Regions from separate parts of the Anas platyrhynchos genome. Here region 1 is linked to region 2. A link is a contact called in public Hi-C data. All regions are on one chromosome and are shown on one strand. Each heading gives the region's core, a stretch centred on a gene start, on an enhancer-like site or on the middle of the called end of the contact. The rest is flanking DNA. Distances are from core to core; before and after follow the strand shown. Region 1 holds the start of PITPNM2 (phosphatidylinositol transfer protein membrane associated 2). Region 2 holds the start of ARL6IP4 (ARF like GTPase 6 interacting protein 4).

Region 1 (7,296 bases), core at 3,845-6,344, 140 kb before region 2:
GCTACTTCCTATCATTTTATGTACCTCCAAGATCACACTGCTGTTCTTGTTTTTTTTTTCTTTTCTTTTCTTTTCTTTTCTTTTCTTTTCTTTTCTTTTCTTTTCTTTTCTTTTCTTTTCTTTTCTTTTCTTTTCTTTTCTTTTCTTTTCTTTTCTTTTCTTTTCTTTTCTTTTCTTTTCTTTTCTTTTCTTTTCTTTTCTTTTCTTTTCTTTTCTTTTCTTTTCTTTTCTTTTCTTTTCTTTTCTTTTCTTTTTTTATCGTTTTCTTTTTCTATCCTATCTAATAACTTAATAGACAATTACAAAACAAATAAAAGCAACCTGTTTTGTTGATAGGAAGGCAGCATTCAGGTGTCCGACATAGCTCTTGTGCTGAATCTGTCAATCCTGGAGTGAAGAAGGCAACAGCATGGGATGAGAGGAGCGTAGCACAGAACTATGAGCCATTGCTGTCACCTTGTGAGGGAGACTTCAAGTATGCACCGAGGATGAAGACTCTGGCTGAAACAGAGAGGCTTTTTGATGAGCTGACTCAAGAAAAGCAACAGGCAAAGATGATTTTTTATTTTAAAATTGTGACTAAACATAGTTATTGTATGAGAGGTGAGGGGTATAGCTGTATTACCTACCCCATGCATGGCTGAAGTTCATGCATAATTTCCATCGTTAATGTGGGAACGTGCCATTATCATTCCCTGCTCTGCTTCTGACACTATAGTCCTTTACTGTTCCCAACTTTGTTAAAGGAGAGTAATTTTAACTTGAACACAGAGTGGATGGAAGGGTTGGAGTAAATTTACTTTCTTCTTTAATGGACAGTAGCTTAACTCAGCCTTTCAAACCAGGAAGGTTATTTTGGCAACTAAGAGTGTTCTCTTCAAAATGTTCCTTGAGTGTCTACTTCTACGATTAACTTTTATATTAGTTTGGTGTGGCATTGTGTTATGGTAACATAAGTTGTTGTTTAAGAACAACATTGGACATGTGTCTGTGGCTTATGTAGCTCACCTCTCTGTAAGATTAATTAGGAAGGCTTATATTGGCTCTTGAGGCTCTAATTTACATCTGAAATATTTTCTGTTATTAGATTGAGGCTGCATTGAGTCGAATTCCTTGTTCTGCTGGAAGAATGACTTTGCAAGCAAGATTAAATCAGGTGCAAAAACTTTTACCTACAACTGTTCTCTTCAGTTGCTCTTCCACAATTTGAGGACACATAGTTTAGATGAAAGTTCAAATTTTGAAATTGATATAAGTGCAATTACTGCAATTACTATGGGAATTTTACCTTTCCACTGAGAGTTGTTCCTGAATATGGCTGAATTGCAAATCTGTTTAAAACGTCTCTAGCCTTTGAAGCATTAAAAGATAATGGGGAATTTACCTCAATTTAATCATAAATTCACTCTGAATTATCTTGTAAAAGGTATAAGTTAGTGTGATTTATGACAATAATTCAAAAAATAGTAGTTATATGTTTATGTATTTTTATTGGTGTGACTCCGAATGCCAAAGCCAAAAAAAAAAAAAGTAATGGGAGCAGGAGGAAAAAAAAGTCAACAACCCACAAATACACACACACACACATTAAAAAATAATATGAGAAATCTATAGGTCTGGCTCTAGTTTTTAGATGCTAACAGAATATGATAGCAAAATATCAGAAAGGATACTAAAAATACTACTAGATACTAAAGGAATAACAGTAGCATGTTAATTTTAGAAGGATCACTGGATTTTGTTGTATGTTATTAAATCCTTTTTTTTCCCCCTTTCTTTTTCTTTAACTGCTAGGAAGCCCTGGAAGATCGCTTGGAAAGGATTAACAGGGATTTGGGATCAATACGCATGACTCTGAAAAGATTTCATGTTTTACGTACCTCTGCAAATCTTTGACAATTCACTCTTGAATTCAAATAAGCTTTTTTTTGCACTAATATGTAATTATGCACTCAGTAAATGCAGAATTGTTTTGTATTTTTATAAACCCTAAATAGTAGTTTTACAACTATGTTACCCTTTACACACAGCAATATTTTGTACTTCAAACAGCCACCTATATTTTAAACATATTTTTGTTACTGTTGAGAAATTGATGTTTATCCTGTATTGTAATATTTTTAGAAATATTAATTATTTTTAAATAATGATATTCAATGTATAATAAGAAGAAACTAAAAGGCAGCTTGTTTTTGGAAAATGACCGTGTTATCTTTTTTGCACTTCATTTTCCTCACCATTTTATAAATATCTATGCTACGTTGTAAATATAGCTAATAGTAAATTTTGAATTTTCATACAAAAGGCAACATGAATTACCAGTGTTATAACTGCTGCTATATGGTAAATCCTTTTCTTTTAAGTCTTACAACTTGGATATTTTTCATTGTGACAAACAACTGTGAGGAATACTTACATTATGGCTGGCTGACTGCAAATTGGTATATGTTTTGCTGGTTTGGCCGCCTCTGGCTACCTTTGTAAAATACTGCTCTAAATTATTTGGTGTCTCCCAACAGTTCAGGGAGTAATTCTTTGATATCATGAGGACCAGAATTCGTGAGACTGACAGTGGCCAGCTTGCCTCCCACCAAGCAGCTCAACTCCAGCCGACACCGCAGGACGTGTAACTACCCAACTGCAGCTCCTGTTTTAAAATGCTAGTTTGGGGTTTTGTGCCATGCCAGTGTTCTGACCGCAGTTATAAGCACGCATTTCCAAATGAAATCCAAGCTATTTTTGTGACCATACATGCATTTTTCTTGGTGAAAAATATGTATTTGCTAGCTGGCATGTTGTTGAATTACTGTTCAACATTGATATTTTAGTTTGCATTTTAATATTAAATAAATGTTTAATTAGATTCTTTCCTCTAGCCCAAGAACAATAATAGGTTCTGGGATATTACATCAGCGATAATGTAGGTTTTAATCATATTGTGTGTTTCAAATTCTGTCCTTGTTCAAGATGTTTAGCCACCAATTATGTGATTATTTTGCAGTGGAAAGGCCAGAATAGCTGTCATAAAGGAAGCTTGTGAAGGTCTGTTTCTAAAATTAGAGCGCTTTTGTTTTAAGATATTTAATGAAGAACTGTCCTACCCATGCACAGTCTTTTTATTTTTTTTATATAAAGTGTTTTTTGCCTCCACTTCTGCCATGTGGGTTGCTTTTAATATAAGATGAGAATTGGTGAGAAGTCAAGGATGCTAATTACTCATTTTCCCTTTTACTCTAAAATGTTGAAATTGGGCCTGAATGCTTGGAGATGACTTGCTTGCATATACTTCCTGGCTACACCAATAGACTCAGAATTTTCATGGTATTTCATATTCTTAATTAACATTTTCCCTCAAAAGAGGGGTTGAGGGGGAAAAAAAAAAAAAAAAAAAAAAGAACATTGACTTCCCAGTGCAACTCCAGTATTTAGCTGAACAAGTTATTTTTTCCATCATCTTAAATTATTAACAGGCAGAATTTAGAAGTATCCTTCAAAAGTAGCATTTTTCACAAGGAACCCATCACTAGAAAACTTACTGTGGGTCCATTAATGGTCTTGTTCTTTCATCAGCAAAAACAAACAGAACTTTCCTGACAAGCATTTGAAACAAGCAGGTAAATCGGTTCAGCTCTTTCCGTGCCTTTCCTTATAACCTCCCTTTACTTTCACTCCATTCTCTCCAGTGCTATTCATATTCATGTACTTTTTTATTACATCCAGAAAACTGAAGTGTGAGTCAGAATTTATTTTTTAATCAAAAGTCCTCCTCCATCTGTTGGAGCTCTTTAGGCTATTTCTGTTCTATTATAACACTGAAGGGAAAAAATAATATCTAAGTGTTGCTCTTCGTAAACTTCTAGGACAACCTTTTCAAATAAATGTCTGGCTTAGGGTGACCTGTTTCAGTATGGTGCCTTCAGCCTGATTCTTCAGAGGGGCAGAGAATCTGCAGTTCCAGATTAAATCAGTGGGAGGCCTGAATGCTTAGTGCTTCTGAAAATCAGACCTGAAGCATCACAAAGAAAAAAAAAAAAAGTAAAAAAAAAAAAAAAAAAAAAAGTGGGGCACGTTTGGAAAATGACTGCACTTGCTGTGCACTCTTCTGGATAATGTCTTTTTAAATTTTTAAATTTCAAGAGCTTTCAAAATTCTTTGCCTGAACACAACCGTATTGTCTCTTTCCATACCTGGGGACAATTAAGGCCTAGAGAAGCAGAAACTTAGGCTTCTTCTGAGCAGGACTTTGTCTTCCTCTTGCATTCTTCCATCTGGCACCTCTCAGCTCTGTAGATGTTCATCACCTTTTTGACCCTACTAGGTTTTGCTCAGATCTTCAGCTTTTCTCAGACTGACCTTGCAAGCCCCTCCCATGCATAGTTTCTCTGCGATGAGTGTTGCAGGAATAGTAACGTTTATTGAGATTTAACTCTTGGAAAAGTCTCTTATTTGTCCCCTTCTATAGAAAACATTTATTAAAAAAAAAAAAAAAGTCTCTGTACCATTGATAACTTTAGTTACGATCTGCCTTCCACTGGGAACTTTATCTCTTAGTAAATAAAAAATTGATTAGAATTTACAGTGGCAATGCAGGTAGTCCTTACAAAAGAGAGTAAAGCCAATATGTTGGGCATCCAGGAGCACGGGTACCCTCCAGGGATGGGACCCGAGATGGAGCAGCCCTGGGAGCAGGTCCTGGTGAGATGTGTGCAAGTCCTCGAGGCTGAGCCCAAAGCACGAAGCTGACGGCAGCTGAGGCTGATGAGTTCGGAATTACCCAGTGCTGACCAACAGACTGGTTACTGATAATACCTTACACCTGCAGCAGGGAGAAGCGATGCACCCTTAAAAAAATCAGACGGGTGACAACACCTTCAAAGTTAAACCACCCCCTTTTTGCTGCCGTTTACTCCGAGATTTCCGAACGCGAGACATTGTCAAAACCGTGATTTTTCCCTCCGGCTTTTGAAGGGCCCGATACCCCAGGTGTAACCCCCAGCCCTAAGGGCCGCGTTCCTTGGTGTCCCCCCCCCTCCCTCCCAGCCCCGGCGGCTCGGGGCTCCCCGCGGCCAGCAGGCGGCGCCTCCCCCCCAGCCGCCCGCCGTGCGGGAGCTCCGGCCCGCCGAAGGAAGTGGCGGCTCCCCGCGGCGGGTGGGCACGGCTGGGGCTGGGGAGAAGAAGAAGCAAACCGTGCGGCAGGAGCAAGGGTGCAGGGGCTGGGGGGGGGGTGCTGAGGCTTTTCGCCTTTTTTCCCCGCCCCGCAGCACCGAGCCCGCCCGCCTCTCTTCCCCCCCTCGCCAGCTCCACGGCGGGTGAGGGAACGAGCAGAGCCGAGCCAGAAGCCGCCGCCGCCGCTGCTGCTGCTTGCTCCCGGCCCACCCTCGCCGTGTGTGTGTGGGGGGGGATTATGCCAGCGGAGCTCCGGCATGTCGGCACGCAGAGACCCGTAGGCAGCCGCCGAGCCGCAGCGAGAACCGCGGCCGGGAGCAGCCGGTGCGTGAGGGACCGGGGTGGGGGCACCGGCACCTGGCGGGCAGCGGGGCCGTGCCTCGCTGCGGGAGGGGGGGTGCTGGAAGAGAAGGGAGGGTGAGGAGGGAAAGGCCGGGCCCCAAGGGGGTGGCTGCAGCCTCTTCCCCCCCTCCACCAGGGGCTGGGGTGGCTGGGTTGGGTTCGGCTCCTCCCCGGGGCCTCGGTGGGGCTGAGGCGGCCGGTGGAGGAACGGCCCCTGCGGGCCGCGGGGTGCCCGGCCGGGGGCTCCCGGGGGTGCCGCGGGGTCTTGGGGCCGGGGATGGGCAGGGATGGGCCGCCTCGGTCGCCTCCTGCGGTCAGCGGGATGCTTGGGTGGGGAAAGTTTCCCCAATATTGGGATAAAGGAGAGGGGAGGGATGCGCCTGGCGCTGCAGCCATAGCAGCGCCGTGCCTCGGCTGTGGGTTGTTTCACGTGAAATTGATAAGCGAGCGTAACCTTGCTTGGACGCGGTCTCTGGCACATCAGGGCGGTTGGGTTGTGCCCCAGCCTTCCCCTCAGTGCTGGAGCCTCCCTTCTCCTCAGCCCCCAGCCACCATCCCCCTGCCACGTTCAGCTGAGGGGCACCCTCAGCGCTGTGTCAGGGCAGCCCTCGAGCACGCCAGGCACGAGGCCATAGCACGCCCGGTGAGGTGCTTCGCTCCGGCCATGGCCCTCCTCATCCTGGCTTCCCAATTAGCACTTCCCCAGGGATTGAATTTACCTGAATTTAGTTACCAGGTATCGTGGAGTAGGGGCAGGGTGGTGGCAGCCCCACAACCTCCCAGTTTTGTGATGAGGAGAGGGTGAAGGCGCTGCCCATGCCGGCCTCTGCTTGTGGGGTCTGCCTCAGGAGAGCAGGGGCCAGACCTGCAGCAGCCTTGCAGGAGGAACACCTTTGAGGTAGAGCCCGCAAAAATCCTCATGGGTTTTTGGGCCTTAGAGACCCCTGATGGTCAGTGAACTGCTGGGGACATCGGGCAGGCTCCTGAGGCAGTGTCTGCACCAGAGAGGGTGGGAGGGAGAGGTTTTCCCCTCAGAACAAGCAGCGGTGCTGTTCTGTAGCCAGATGATGGGCTGCAAGAAGGGAGCTCTCTGCTGGGAGGCTGCTGGGCCTGGTGGTCCCTTGGTGCCTCTCCACCTGATAAAAAGGGCTCAACCTGACAAAAAGGGCCCGGTGTTGGTGCCCCTGAACAACCCTGGGCTTGGTTCTGGAGCATTTGTTGCTGCCCCGTGCCAGCAGGCTACAGCATGAGCAGTTCTCACTCCCTGCCCAGCTGCAGGAGGGTTAATGTCACTTCCTTCACCTCCCCAACCCCTCTTGCTTCACTGAAGAAGCAGAAGCACGGAGGAGCGTGCCGAGGTGCGTGCTGGGCTGCAGCATCGTGGGCAGAGCCAGGAGCGAGGAGAGGAGCCCATCTCCTGGTGCAGAGCAGTGCCCTGTGCAGTCAGCCACGCAACGCAGTCCGATCAACGCTTTATGTTGAAATGCTGTGGTTGAGACAAAGTTTATTCAAATTGTGCACTTAAAAAGAAAAACCACACAAAAACAACTTCTTCCTCTGCTAATAACCGCTCTGAAGTAAGAACTTCCATCTTCTATATGCTCTGGAAGCAGCAAAGTAGATAATGTGGTGCCAAAAAACATCTTAAGTCTTTTGAAGACGTAATCTGCAAATGCTTGGCTCTGCATGGGACAGGAGTTCAGTAGGACAGTGGTCACAGCTCAGCTTTCACAGGTATTGTGACTTAAATGGGCAGTGGTTTGGTCTCGTGTTGAAACATACATAGTT
Region 2 (6,908 bases), core at 1,144-3,643:
TAAATAAAAGGGAGCTCTGCCACCTGCAGCTCTCCACTGGGAGGCAGCCCAGTGCCACTTGTGTAGGAACCCAGCACAATGTCACCCTTGGGTGCCCAACGTGCCATCTGCAGGGCTGACAGGAGGGATCTGCAAGGCCTCAGCTCAGGCTTTTGCTGCTGAAGGGGATAAAGGGGACATGGCCCCATACAGCAGAACAGCCTCCTCCCCTCACCACCTGTACAGGGAGATCCTGCCTCCTTTCTGCCCCGAGGGCCCGTACCTGGTTCTCCCCGTTTCAGGGTCCACGACTCTCCGTATGACGCTCTGCCTCGCGTCCCATTCCTCCTTCGTCATTGGCTTCATAGCCTGGATGCGGGATTTCTGTTCATCTGTCAGGACTGGAAGGTGTCCATTAGTCAGAGCTGTGCTCGAGCGGCACCGCAGCGTGCCTGCAATGAGCAGTCAGGAACACAGCACCAGATCCCTGCAGTGCTTGTGGGTCAGTGACAAACCACACCAAAGAAGGGCTGCTGGATGGCCCCAAAGCTCTGCCAGGTTGGTACTGCTGTGTCCTTTAATTTGGTGTCTCTTTTTCCACCTTACAGCCACAATTAGAGCTAAAAACTCACCAATCTATGTATGTAGCTCCTTACTTCTACTTAGTGTTGCTCAAAGGCAACAGGAGGGAGGAGTCAGGGACTGCTCCGTGCACAGCTCTGCTACAACACTCGGCGTGGATCCCACAAAGGGGACGCGCAGGAGCTTTTCCCCACTGCAGTGTTCCCTGGCTAAGCAAGAGGGAAACGTGAACGTTACCTGGCCCGGAGTCCACCAGCGACTCCTTCTGCCACTGCTCCAGTGAGGGGCCAGGCACCACTTCTGCCTTGGTGCTCTCCTCCGTAGGTTTTTCTTTTGACTTCTTTTTGGATTTCTTTTTTATTTTCTTCTTCTTCTTTTTCTCTTTGTGTTTCGCTCGCTTCTTTTTGCTGTGTTGACTCTTCTTTGCTTTGGGCTCGCTGTCACTGGAGTCATCGGAAGAGGAGCTGGAAGAAGACGAAGACGAGGAGGAGCTGGAGGAGGAAGACGTCTCAGAGGACGATGTGCTTGCCTTCCTCTTCTTTTTGCTCTTTCCTTCCTTCTTCTTTTCTGCAATGCATAAGAAGAGGGTGAGCAGGGCAGCTGTGGCCCTGTAGCAGCAGGGATTCCCGTTGCTGGTGCCCTCCTCTCCCAGCACGAAGACAAAGCCCCAGGGCAAATCCCCTCGGTGCTGCCACCAAAACGGGCACAAAGCACACGCTGATGTGACAGGCAGGGATCCTTTTCTCCCACCCAAGCCCCCTTTGTCCACCTGCCCCAAGAAAACCCGTTAAAAACGTTGGGTCGCAGGCCTCTCCCTACCTTCCTTGGTGGCTGCTGAGCTCGACCCGTGCCTGTGAGGCCCCGAGGGCCGCCTCCCCGGGGAGCTGCTGCCGGGCTTCGAGTGCAGCTCCCTGCTGCTCTTCCTGCGCTTCTCCTTCCTCTGCTGCCTGCTCCGGCTCCTGCTCCGCGATCGCTTCCGCGGCTGGCTGCGGGCCATGGCGCCTCAGCCCTGCGGGGACAGCGCCCTTGGGATCCCCAAAATTACCCAAACCCAGCCGCAGCCAGGGCTGGGACCACCTCGTCCTTGGGCAGCCACCGGAGCTCTGGGGGACGGGGCTGCTCCGAGGGCCCCCAATTAATGAGGGGCACGAGGATCCCCAGCTAATTACCGCCCTGACGCCCCCCCGGGAGACAGCAGGGGCCGCCAGCAGCCTGCAGGGCGCGGCCCCTTTAAGAAGGGAGCGGCCCCTTTAAGAGCCGGGCCCCGGCAGCGTTGCCCCTTTAAGGCCCCTTTCACCCTCCCCCCGCCCCCCCCCCGGTGCCGCCGCCGCGCGCATGCGCCCTCCTCCCCTCCCGCGGCGCCCCCCGGCCTCACCGCGGGCCGGGGCCGCGCCGCCGCCGCCGCTGCTCCTCCGGCCCGGTCCCCCCCTCACTTCCGGTCCGCAGCGCTCGGCGCCGGCTGGCAACGGGACCGCGCGCTTTGGTTCCGGGGCTCGGCAGGGCCCATGGCTCCGAAGAGCTCCTGGAGCCCTCGAGGCACCCCCTCGGCCGCCGCAGGGGATCAGAGCTCCCGGTACTGCTCCCGGTGGGTTTTTCTGAGCCTGTTTTAGGTAAATTTCCAGTGGTGACAACCCCACGCCATTCCCAGCAGCCTGCTCTGAGCCGCTTTTATCTCGGTTTGGGGCAGATCTCTCACTGCTGCCCCGCAACCCAAAAGCTTTTCTCCTGGGAGAGGCCAGGACTGCCCGCCAATAGCAGAGAAGTGGCAAATTTCGGGTTTTATTGCACTGTTTCTGCGGGTTATGTGGTTTTATTGCACTGGTCTTTCCCATTTACAGAGCCTTGCAACCCTGCTGTTGGCACAGAGGCCTCCACAAAGGCCAAGCAGCTTCAGTTATTTTTCCCGTACCCCTGAAATATTCCCAGAGCCCTTGCGGTGACTCCACCTGAAGGCTTTCTACACCTTCCAAGCATCCCCCCACCACGCTGGGGGTGAGCCCTCACCTGGCTGAGTACCAGCAGGGGACGCAGGCGGCTTCCCCAGCCCGGCAGGACTGGTTCTGCATCCCCAGCAAGGTGCCAGTGACTTCTGACACAACTCACGCATCCACCAGAGTCTGTCAGAGCAGCCCGAAAGGGCAGAAAACAGCTTTAGGCAACTTGGTCCAGAGAAATGGTGCCCTAGCACCTGCTACCACAGCGAACAGAGATCCACAGTCTCGGGCACGTCGTCCTCAGCGCTTTCCGTGAAGCCGTCTCCGAACCCCTCTGCTTCGACCAGCTCGGGCTTCTGGTTGCACATGGGGCAGAGCCGGTTGCGGATGGCCGAGGCTCTCATCCAGACGATGAGGTTCCAGCGCTCCCCCGAGGCGATGGGGAGCGCCCCGTGGATCTGCCCTCCTCTGTGTAACAGCCCCTGGGTCCCCACGTGTTCGACCTCGATGTAGCTGGGCACGGGGCTGGGATCCTGGAACAAAGGGAGGTGGGTACAGCATTATACCAGAAAGTCCCTGAAGAACAGTGGCCAGCAAGTTAAAACTTTGATTTCTTCAACAAGCAACAGGGAAAGGATGAGCTGTACCTCAAACACAGCCACTGGTGGCTTGGCAGCACTTTGGTACAACTGCTTTCAGGTAAGGCATTTGCAGTGACAGGTCCAGAGGGAATTCAAAGACAGAGTTTCAGTCCAAAAAAAAGTTTCACCAGTGTATGGTGGTTTTTTTAACCCCTCTCCTGTGAAGAATCCCCTTCTTAGAGGGGGATTAGCCCTATTCTTAGAGAATAGGGGCTACAGAATTAGGTGCAAGTCTCATGTGAAGTAAATGACTTCTTTCCCTGTCACTCAGCACCTCCCTGCTCATCCTTTTCCTTAAGGGAAGATGGGTTGGTTTGTCTCACTCTGCCTTCTACTACCACAGCTCTCTCCTCTCTTTGAATTGGCTGCAGTTAGCTTGAGCAGGGAGATCTTGTTCCTTGCAGAAAAGGTTCCTGTATAACCACTACATTGAAAAAAAGGGGAAGGGACAGAGTGCTTTGGACTGTCAGAAGTGAACAACTGCTGTTTAGAACAGTCAATGCCTTGGAATTGGGATTAGAGGGGAACAGAAGCAGGCTCCAGGTAAGGAATGTGCCCAGTACCTGCCGGAAATCCCCGAAGTACAAGCCACCTTCTGTGAAGTCTTTCCCCAGCGAAACGTTTAAGGTGACCTCTGCGTTGTCATAGTGGGAGCTGAGATCCAGGTCTTCGTGCAGCGCGTACTTGACCACGAACGCCTTGTGGCTGTCCAGGCAGGCGCCCCCCAGGTCGGGGTAGAGCAGAGCCGTTATGGGCCGCAGGTATTTCTCCCGCAGGGGCGTGATGAAGTTTTCATCCATCCCTATCTCGTTGAGCAAGACCTGCCACAGAGAGAGGAGCTGGGAGCAGCTGACCGGCAGCTGGGTTCTCTGCTGCTTCATCAAGTACTAAGCTGCCTTGTTCTCTTCCAACACTGCTGCTTGCTCAGATAAAGAGCCAAAGAACAAAGATTCCAGCTACAGGGAGAGGAAAGAAGATCAGATGGAAAGTGGTGGTGAACAGAGTAAGATCAAAAGTTGAGTGTTCTTTAGAACCAGACGCCTTGATTTAGAGGCGTGTTGTTTAAAAGCAAGGCACTCTTTGCTCTGAGATACCAGCTCCCACACCCTGTCCCTGCCTTTCCCTGTCCTTTTGTCTCCAGACAAGTCACTCACATTCCCTCAGCCTTTAAGGAGGCTGTACCCAAACAAAGCTGTACTCAAATACAGACATTTTGGAATGGAAAGGATCCTGAAACAAGGTAAACAAAGTCTGCTCGTGAACGCTCCCCCTAAAGAAGCACGAGAGCTGCTGAGTCCTACCCCATAGTTATTCATACTGTTGGGCCTGCCCTTCGGCATGTCCGACTGCTCAAAGTTCTCCAGCTCCTCAACAAAGGCTCGGCAGAACTCCTCCGTGAACACTGGCAGCCGATAGATCCTCTTATCTGCCAAGAGAAGGGAGACAGCTGGGGAAATAACAGGCAGGGGTGTGCTTGGCTGTTGTGCTGCCGAGCTAGACTGTGCTCATGTTGGTGAGAACGCAGCACCCACACGCTTCGCGTCGTGCTCCAGCTGCTCAGAGGATTGGCACTGGTCTTGAGGATTGGCTCTGGGATGGATTTGTTATTTTGCACGCTGGGCCCTTGCTTCCAGGCTTCTCCAGCCAGTTACGAGCCCTGGCACCGATTTAAATGCCTGCTGTAGGTGCCACGGAAATGCTCTGAGAAGCTCTGGAGAGCAGAGCTCTGCACGCACATTTTTCTCTGTTTTGAGAAAAGGAGACAACTTTTCAGCTTTTCTCAGCATTTCTGGTACAAAGAGAGCTTCACGAATGCCACCAGGGAAGCTGAAAACCCAGATCTCTTTTAAAAAGGCTGAAAGCCAGACTGAGAATATTTCAGCTCAGACTAACCTAGGGGGATTGTCTGAAATGGGAAAGCACTGGGGAGGGAAAACCAAGCCCTCCTAGCAAGCAGGATTCCTTCAGCGGGCTCCCCTGTGAGGTTACAGTACAACCAAAACCCCAGCCCTGCTGCAGCGAGAGCCTCTGCTGAGACATCAGCAGGCTGGGACAGGAAAGGCAGAACACAGGATCTCATCCAGAGCACAACTGCTGCACAACACTGCCTCTCCAGAGACTCTCATCAGGCAGAAAATAACATCCTGCTCGTCTCGGCTGCATATCAAATCCGAGCTATTAAAGACAGGGCTCGAAAACAGCTGTCATCGCTGAGGCTCAGCGTCACGCGGGTGCTCTTTGTCGATGATGGGTTGTTTTGTTTTGTTTTTTACCTGAGAAGGACTCGGTGTAGCGCAGGAGGCCATCGAGATGAGCATCTGGTGAAGTGCAGTAGCTAACGATTTCTAAAAATTCCGGGGCCAGGAAAGAATCCTGGCATCCAGGGAAGGAAGACAAATACAAACAGACACACAATTAGCTTGCACTGTCTTTTACAGCCCCAGAGGGAAACGGGCTTCCACAAAGGCATAGAAACTTTATAGAGTCTAGGGAGCAAGGCTGATGGTGAGACTTGGGTTACTTTTGTGGCAGAAAACGATACTGGTGTTTTTAGTGGTTTAGTAAATTGTGTTTTCCTGTAGTCTGTGAGTATTTCTAAATATAACCGACCAGATTTATCCTTCACATGATGGGAAAGAGCCTGACTCACAGCGTGGACACCTAACGGATAAATGCAAAGTCATTCCTAAAGGATTTCACATCTTGTCCTGGCCTCAGCACAACAGAGCAACTCAGGGAGGGGTGCACACAGGCAGGCAGCCGGCTGCCAGCCTCCAGCTGAGAGCAACTCGGAACTTCTCTGTGAGTTATGGGCATAAAAGCCGATTGCTGTAGCTGTCCCTCAGCCTTCACTAACCCTGTGTGCCGCAGGGATGCTTCAGATCCAAATTACTGATGGTATTCTGAGCTGAGTACCGGGTGCTGGTGCAGCTTTAACAACGAACGACCCTCATCCGGCTACAAACCTGGCGGAATCCTGCCTGGAGAATGAGCCAGGCTGCCACAGCTCTAGAACTGCGCACAATCCCAATGACAAGAGGGCTCCCTACTGCAAAAACAAACCCTCAGCCAGCTCCTTGGGTTCAAAATAGATTTCAAACCCAGTGTCTACCTGAAGAACGTACACTTCGGGGTGTTTTCGTTTGTAACGGCTGGCGATGATGGCTTTGCGTTCTGCTGACTGATGGATTAGCTGCTTTCTTCTCTGCACTTCTGCCTCGATCTAGGAATAAACAGCATCTCGTTAGAAAATCCAAATGGATAACTAAAACAATTCAAAGAACCTGCTCATTGTTTCAAACCAATTATTTTTGTTCAGTGTACCTCTGGGAGACAGAGTACGTGCCTTGCTTTTCTGTAGTCAAGACAAAACCTATAAATATTTAAAAATTCAAATTCCTAAGAGAGATTTGAGACGCATTCTCACAGCGGATGGCTTAAAAAAAATAACTGAAGCCTTTCCATGGACATGTCACGTGGAGCTGCAAGTTTTCAACCCTTTCAGGCATTTCTGACACCTCGTGAGTCACCGGCCTACGCCTTGAGAGCCTGGCTTACATCCTGACAGCACAAGCGCTGTCCAAGATGAAGACATTTGCTAGGAAGGAGACCAGACTTGTCACGAAGGGATTACTGCTAAGCGCTGTCGGGACAGGCTGATCTGTCATCGCAGACCAAACAGCTGGAGCAGCAGCTGATTCGGGTAACTCTTCATCTTTAATAACCCGCCGTGAGATTAGTTATGGCACATTTTGGGAAAACGAGGAAGGAG

Evidence for each region. Hi-C and Micro-C count contacts between places; a contact is called where the count stands out from the background.
Region 1: a contact with region 2 is called in a Hi-C map of liver, with 3 times the contacts expected there. The contact joins the promoter of PITPNM2 here to the promoter of ARL6IP4 in region 2. A contact is called at or near these places in 3 of 8 Hi-C or Micro-C datasets (liver, skeletal muscle and subcutaneous adipose tissue).

What each region holds. Positions count from the first base shown.
Region 1 is chr16:3,386,173-3,393,468 of IASCAAS_PekinDuck_T2T, reverse strand. PITPNM2 (phosphatidylinositol transfer protein membrane associated 2) reads left to right here and starts at 5,094. Exons shown (of 26, transcript XM_072024363.1): 1 at 5,094-5,490. It overlaps MPHOSPH9 (M-phase phosphoprotein 9), which reads left to right. Exons shown (of 24, transcript XM_027469738.3): 22 at 337-548; 23 at 1,088-1,156; 24 at 1,795-3,150. The coding sequence ends at 1,896.
Region 2 is chr16:3,245,078-3,251,985 of IASCAAS_PekinDuck_T2T, reverse strand. ARL6IP4 (ARF like GTPase 6 interacting protein 4) reads right to left here and starts at 2,393. Exons shown (of 6, transcript XR_011803767.1): 1 at 1,937-2,393; 2 at 799-1,128; 3 at 263-380. It overlaps OGFOD2 (2-oxoglutarate and iron dependent oxygenase domain containing 2), which reads right to left. Exons shown (of 6, transcript XM_027469741.3): 2 at 6,249-6,359; 3 at 5,410-5,509; 4 at 4,438-4,562; 5 at 3,700-3,957; 6 at 2,327-3,028. The coding sequence ends at 2,753.